Regions from separate parts of the Cricetulus griseus genome. Here region 1 is linked to region 2. A link is a contact called in public Hi-C data. All regions are on one chromosome and are shown on one strand. Each heading gives the region's core, a stretch centred on a gene start, on an enhancer-like site or on the middle of the called end of the contact. The rest is flanking DNA. Distances are from core to core; before and after follow the strand shown.

What was found. Hi-C and Micro-C count contacts between places; a contact is called where the count stands out from the background.
Region 1: a contact with region 2 is called in a Hi-C map of the CHK-Q cell line, with 2.9 times the contacts expected there. The contact joins the promoter of Guk1 here to the promoter of Trim11 in region 2. A contact is called at or near these places in 2 of 8 Hi-C or Micro-C datasets (the CHK-Q cell line and the CHO-K1 cell line).

Annotation. Positions count from the first base shown.
Region 1 is chr7:73,255,281-73,258,754 of CriGri-PICRH-1.0, reverse strand. Guk1 (guanylate kinase) reads left to right here and starts at 2,217. Exons shown (of 8, transcript XM_027427353.2): 1 at 2,217-2,368. The coding sequence starts at 2,308.
Region 2 is chr7:73,044,514-73,048,156 of CriGri-PICRH-1.0, reverse strand. It overlaps Trim11 (E3 ubiquitin-protein ligase TRIM11), which reads right to left and starts at 2,252. Exons shown (of 6, transcript XM_035447872.1): 1 at 1,607-2,252. The coding sequence starts at 2,080. It overlaps LOC113836810 (E3 ubiquitin-protein ligase TRIM17), which reads right to left. Exons shown (of 6, transcript XM_027427365.2): 6 at 2,695-3,643. The coding sequence ends at 3,234.

The DNA of each region.
Region 1 (3,474 bases), core at 968-3,467, 210 kb before region 2:
GGGACTTTCTACCAAGCAAAATTAGTACCCAGGAAGTGTACATTTGTAAAGACAGCAACCTGCCACCATGCCTCATTTCCAAAAGGGACACACAAGGTTCTTTTTGCTTGAGAGTGAAGGGACCAGCCCCGCATTTCGGCAGCCATGACAGTAACATGTGTAGCTATGACCTTGTCTTAGTCACTAGAGGTTAGGTGCCTGCCTCGTGACAAGGAACCAATCAGAAGTTAGCTGGCGGCGCTATGCTTTACAGCTCTGGGTGTGCTTTTATGGACAAGTGCACAGCAATGATGCGCAGAGCATAGCAACCACCCTGGAAGGGCCTATGGGCCATAACAACCAGTTGGCCAATCAACACAGGACAAGCCCTCCAAGCCTGGAGGCACACCAATCCTGAGCCTGTGCGTACCCCTAGACACTCCCCTCATGCTGCCCTACAAGGTCGCTCGGCAGCCGGTTCGAGGGGTCTTTGCTAGCCATCTGCCATGGCGGGTGGGTGAAAGACCCAAGCTAACATGGGGTTAGCTGGTTAAAAAATAATAAAGTCTCATGCAGTTTGCATCAAGCTCTCGAATCTGCCTGGTGATTGGGGTGAGCGAGGTCATGGCCTGGGACCCTGGATACCAGAGTTTTTCCGGGGGTCTAACAAGAGGTTGATACGAACTAGAATAAGAACTCCAAGTTGTAAGATGTGATGTGATAGGGACCTCCTCTTAAGGACTTTAGTGTAAAAACTGGCTTCTCCTTATGTCTTTAAACCAGTGGTGTGTTACAATGAGGGTCGTTATGCTGGCTGATTTTTGTGTGTCAACCAGACAAACTAGAGTCATCAGAGAGAAAGGAGTCTCAGTTGAGGAAATGCCTCCTTAAGATCATGCTGTAGGCAAGCCTGTGGGACATTTTCTTGATTAGTGAGTGATGGGGGAGGGCTCAGCCCATTGTGGATGGGGCCATCCCTGGGCTGGTGGTTCTGGATTCTATTAGAAAGCAGGCTTAGCAAGCCATTAGAAGCAAGCCAGTAAGCAACACCCCACCACCACCACCACCACCACCACCACCATGGTCTCTGTTAAGCTGGAAGCTTCACCCCAGCCCCTGGCATCCATATACCCAAAGAGTCTGGGCTGTTAGGATAAAGGCTTTGCCCCAGTCGCTGGCATCCATATACCCAAACAAGCTCAAGGACAATTCATTACAGTTTAGAAGGAATTCACAAGGCAGGCAAGGTGTAAATTTCAGTTTCCTGGTGAACGAAAATGAGGGCATGACCATTCTAAGGTATGGTTGAGAAGAGTTTTATTGTAGCTATGAGGGAGAGTACAGCCAGAGGCATCTGAAAGGGTCCAGAGCAGTGAGAGGAGTAGTAGACTAAACATGACCAGCAGACTGAACCAGGCCATGAGAAGGGCTGGGTGCAGGGGGTGGGGAGTAAGAGGTGAAGAGAAGAGGGACGACCAGGAGCCAAGAGCAGAGGACCAAGAGAGAGCATGGCTAAAATGGCAAGTTTTTATAGAACAGAGAAGCTGGGGAAGAGAAGCGAAGCCCTTGGGCTGGAGAGGTCTAGGGTAGGGGGGCAGGGGTAAGAAGAACAGGGTGCCGGCAGGTACTTGTGATGCTGAGGCAGCATGAGGCCAGCATGCCCTTTGTATGCTAATAGGCACCACAGTTAGCTATTTGTCCTCAGTTTCTTTAGGACCTGAGATCTGGAAGAAAGGGGAGTGGCAAAAGTCATGCTGCTTGGGATAAGACAGCTTAGCCACATGATTCGCTGATGTTTCAATTTATGTGCGTTGACTGTTTTGCCTGTATGTATGCCTGTGTAAGGGTTAGGGTCCCCTAGAACTGGAATTATAGACAGTTGTGAATCGCCATTTGGGTGCTGGGAATTGAACTTAGGTCCTTTGGAAGAGGTGTCAGTGCTCTTAACCGCTGAGCCATCTCTCCAGCCTCTGGACGCTGATTTTTAAAGCTCTCCTCTCCGGGTCTTCTCTGTGGGGAGGCGGGGTCTGAACCTAGAAAAAAAAAGGAGAGTGTGGAATGCGGCGGGGCCTGTCCGCACAATACGCCTGCGCAGCAGTGCGGCGCTTTCCCCCCCCTTCCGCAGGCCCTAGCAGACTGACACGCGGCTGTGACCAGCAGGGGGCGATATTGAGTGGGCGGGGCCGGGTGACGTAATGTTAGTGTACAGAGATGGGAAGTGACCGGCGCTGCCGATTTTGCGCACTCCGTGTGTGCAGCAGTGCCGCGCTTCGGTGTGGCCTAGTGGGCCGGCGCGCCGCTGTGACGTAGTCCTGCGGGCGGTCTCTGATGCTGTGGCGCCCGCTGGTCGGGCTGGCAGTGGCCGCCCTGGGTCGCGTGCCTGCGGACGGTGAGTGCGCTGAGCTGCTGACGGCTGGCTGCCCCAGGAGAGGGACTTGTGGCAGCGTGAGTCCCTTGCGCGTCGCCTCCAGTGATCCCTGTTCTTATGGAGACGCCTGGTGAACGTGTTTTCCGGGTCCCCAGAACGACAGGGATAGTCACGTGGAGTCCCAGTCGCCCGCAAACCTGCGCACTCTGAGCCTACCTGGGGCTTTTCCTCGGCGCCCTGCCCACCGGGCATCGTGGGTAGGCTCAAGCACCTGGCTCAAGTGGTGCAGGCCCTCCTGACGCCTGGGTGTGAATATTGGGGTTCGGCCTGTCCCGGGTTGGGGTTTCTGAAGCCGCCTATGGGCTTAATATTCCCATCATCATTTTATCCAACGTGGAAGTGGGCGGGAATGGTCTCGAGTGAGAAGGTTCCTTCAGGTGGTGCCTGGATGAGCAGGTGACATTAGCTACGTGGTACCTGAGGAGAGGAGAAAGCAAATAAATGATTGGTCAGCCTTGTTTAGGGTACAAGGAGAGAAGGAAGAAGGAGAGGAGGTGTGCCTCTGTGGGTGCTCCTCCAGTTCACCTTCCAGGAGTCATAGGTTAGTTATGGGAGCTAACACTAAGGCGGCTTCCTGTTTTGGCACTAAGGAGCAGGCTTTCCTGCTATTCTAGCTCCTGTCTACCCACTTTACCCCTGCCTTTACATATTAGGCTTTTACATCCTAATAGATGTTGCATCAGCCACTGCTGCAGTTTGCCTGGCCTTCCTCGGTCCAGCACTGGATCTTTGTCTAGGGGGGAGACCAGTAGTTTTCTGGAGTAGTAAATTTGAGGCAGTATATTTCTGTTCAGCCACACTTAAACTTTGTCTTCTGTCTTGACACATAATATCCAGGAAACATGTTGAGGTAATTTGAAGAAGAGGCAGAAGGAGGTGTGGGAGGAGAGAACCCAACAAAGAAGGAAAGGTAGAATGAAGGTGAGCTCTTGGAAGACAGCTGTAGGAGGAAGACTTCTTGCAGCATCCCTGACTCTTCTGGTTGGGCCTCAGTCTTCCCAATCCCACCCTGTCCCCATTCTCCCTGGTCCTGAATGTTCTGGTCCTCAGTTTCCTGCAGTAGACTT
Region 2 (3,643 bases), core at 1,003-3,502:
ACATTATCTGCACTGGCTTTGAACTTACTCTGTAACCCAAGTAGGGCCTGAACTTTGATTTTCCTGCCTCAGCCTTCTGAGTAGCTGGAATGATATCTATGAGTCGCCATACTTGGGCATTTTCTCATTAAAAAAAAAAACTATCTTTATTATTTTGATAATGTGTATGTCTGCAAGTAGGATGTGCACTTCAGTATGCAGGCATGTGGAGGCCAGACATGTTAGCTCCCCTTGGTGCTGGGGTTACAAGCAGCTATGAGTTGTCTAGTATAAGTTCTGGGAACCAAACTTGGGCAATCTGGAAGAACAGTAAATAACTACTTGAAACATCTCTCTGGCCCCCCTATCCCCATTTTCAATGCTGAGGCCAGGGACAGCAGTTTAAACAGTGGGCTTGTGTAGCAGCAGCATGTGTACACTTTGGCAAAAACTTTAAGCTCTGGCTGCGTACAAACCTATCACTGGTTAGGTCATGATGCAGACTTCCTACTTTGGGTGTGGTGAGAGTTGAGTGGAACCCAGGAGGCCCTGGGTCAGGCCTTGGTTCTCCCCTCAACTCCCAGTTCCTGCTATGGAACCCTCCCATCTCTCCGGTTTTACTGGAGACCTGGAAGCTCCCCTCTGGGCCAATGCCAAAGAGTGAACTTGTCACCTGAGCCATGAAGGCCAACATGGCCCAGGGCACCCCGGGTCCCAAGCTCCAGTGCATGGAGGAATGGCTCACTGCAAACCCACTGGTCACAGGTAAAAGCCATCTGCTGATTTTCTGGTATCACCTGATAAAGCTGTGTCCACACACTCAAACCTGTGGAGGTGAGGGTTACCGAACAGACACAGATACATAGGTGGACAGAAGGCAGAGCATCAATTCTACAGGAGAAAGGCACCCTCTCTGCCATTAGTCTCCTCCTTCCTACACAGGTCCACGACTGCTGAGACCTAGAAGTCCCAGTCTCTCTCTGGTAACTCTAACACCTGTTCGTATAAAAGCCCTAGTACCTGCTTCTCTGAGTTTCCTTTTCTTTTTTCTTGTGTGGCCCCTATGCAGGAGAAATTTAAAATGTTACTTAAGCTGTGCCTTTCTCCCGTTCATCTGTCTTGTCAGTTTAATTGTTAAGTTCAGACAATGAACCTAGCAAGAGCAAGGACAAGGTTTTTCTTCTTTTGTAATAGAGAAAGCTTTATAGTGTGGCCCCACCAGGATTTATCATGTCACTTCTGGAGAGACGAGGGTCCCTTTCAGGACCATCAAGAGGCTTGCGGTGGCAAGAAAGGAAGCCTGCTGAACCAATGAATCCCGTATAGACCAAGCAAAAAAAGGAAAAACTCACTAATTTGTTTATAAGCTCCAGACCCCTGTGCTGAAATCCAAAGCCAAGGAGACTTGGTGCCTGATTTCATGCTGCGATGGTAACATGCTGGCCGAGTATCAACTCTGACGTCAGCCAAACTGTTACTCTCACAGTGGCCTTTTCAGTTCTCCCTGCCCAGTCAGGACTGACTTAGCAACACCCAGTTTCCCAGAATACCTGTGCATCTCATCCTGGTATAAGACAGGCTACATCCCGACCCCCTTACGGGATCAGGTTAACTCACACTCCCTCACCCAAGGCGGGACAGTGACTGGACATCCCTTCGCTCCAGGCATGGACCGGTTGCACCTGGCGGAACGCACCTTGAGGTCTTCGGCCGCGTCCTGCAGCGGTCGTACCCGGTGAGCCCAGTGCTCCGAGCGCTCGCAGGTGGGACACAGCAGGCAGAGGTCGTCGCCGCAGAAGGTGTCCAGCGGCTCGCGGTGCGCCGCGCATACACCCTGCGGGACCGGCGACGGTGGGTGCAGGCGCCGAGCCATTTCTGCCATCTTGGCGAGCGGGCGGTTGGGTCGCAGGTTCCTCTGCGCCGACAGCTCGCGGCACTCGGGGCACGCGTATGGGCCCTCGGGCTGGCCCCAACAACGTCGGATGCACTCGCGGCAGAAGTTGTGACCGCAGTCGGTCATCACCGGGTCGGTGAAGTAATCGAGGCAGATGGCGCAGGTGGCCTCCTCTTGGAGGTTGGTGGACAAGTCCGGGGCGGCCATGGTGCAGGCGGCAGCGCCTGGATCAGGCTCTTGGCGGCGCGCGGGGATCGCGCTACCCGGCTGCGGGGGCGTAGGGGGCACGGTCCCGGGACCAGGTGGCCACACTCCCGGCCTCCTGGGTAGTGGGTACGCCTGGTACTAGGCTCTGGGACTTCCGCCGGAAGAGGAACCGCGGCGGAAGCAGGAAACTCATTTTTTATTTTTATGTTTTTTGGAACCCGCTTTTGTCGTGGATTGGTCACTGCTTGTCACACGGCCTGGGGGTGGGACCGAATTAGAGCGCATTAGAGCGCTCATTCACAGTGACAGGTCTCTGCAGGTGGTGTCCCCGCTTCCACAGGCACCGCGTGAAGTAAACTTTAGCCGCAAGTCCGGGAAGGCTTGTGGTGTTTTGAGGCACAGGGCGATCCCGGGAAAAGGAAACACCCAAGGAGTGGGCACTGGTGTTGGCGTTTTTTTCAGTGCGCTTTCACCCTCTGCCCACAGCCCTCGGCACCCCTGGACCGTTGTCGCTCAGACACCCCCAACGCCACCCTCATGTCTGGGGGCAGACCTGAGTAATCCAGTATGCCAAACGAGACGCGGTGTCACGCCGCGGGTCCGGAAAGCCCAGAGTGGAAATCCCTTGGGAAACGCATGCTTGCCAGTGCACCGCCTCACTTGAGTCCCGGGGGTGTCATTAACTTGTAACGGGAATGGAGAGTGAGGGGTTCTTCGGAGAGGGAATGCTGAGGAAGGGGAGAGGAGCCCTAATTATCTCAAGGGGGCGGGGTGGGGCTCCACTTTCTCTGTGAAGGACCGGATGGCCAGAGAAGGGCACTAGGAACCAAGGAATTAGCAAGCTTCGGGGCGGGACAAAGCTAACAAAACGAAAGACCAACTTGCACAGTGAGCAATTATATATTTAGTAATTAGTTCACCGGGAAATGTCGGGACTCTTTCCAAAGTTACCGCATCTCGCATCTTATCAGTAGTCCGTTCATATTCGAGCATTTTAATCGTGATTGTATTTCGGTTAGTTGCCCTGCCAGCATAGGTATTGCCTCTTAGCGACCCAGAGAAAGCCTGGGTAAGTGGCCACGGTGGTGAAACGTCCTGCCTTCCGGGGAACCAGGGCACGGCCCAGCGACTGACTGTGCCTGGTCCCAAGCCTCTAACCCTTCACCCACATGGTCACTGTGGAGATGACCATCTGGCCCGACTTTGGAGCACCCAAGCAGAAAAACGGCAGCAGCGGCCCAGGGAAGGTCACCTGGGAGAAGCTGTGCAAGTGGGACCCATCGTTCACACTGTAGAAGGACACCTCCCCGGCCTGGAAGTCCAGGAAGATGCCCATGTGACTGGGAGGCTCCGTGAGTGTGACTGTAGCGGAGTCCGGTATCGAGGACAAGTGCTTCTTCCCCTTGGACAGCTGCACTACCCAGAACCCATTTTCCGGGGACTTGGGCACTCTGTCCTTCCGGCTCACGTTGTCCCTGCACACGCCTAAGGCCCAGAGTGCATCCCCGGTGAGATTCATGCCCACTTCCCAGTAGTGCCTTCCAGAGGAAAAGCTCTTCTGTC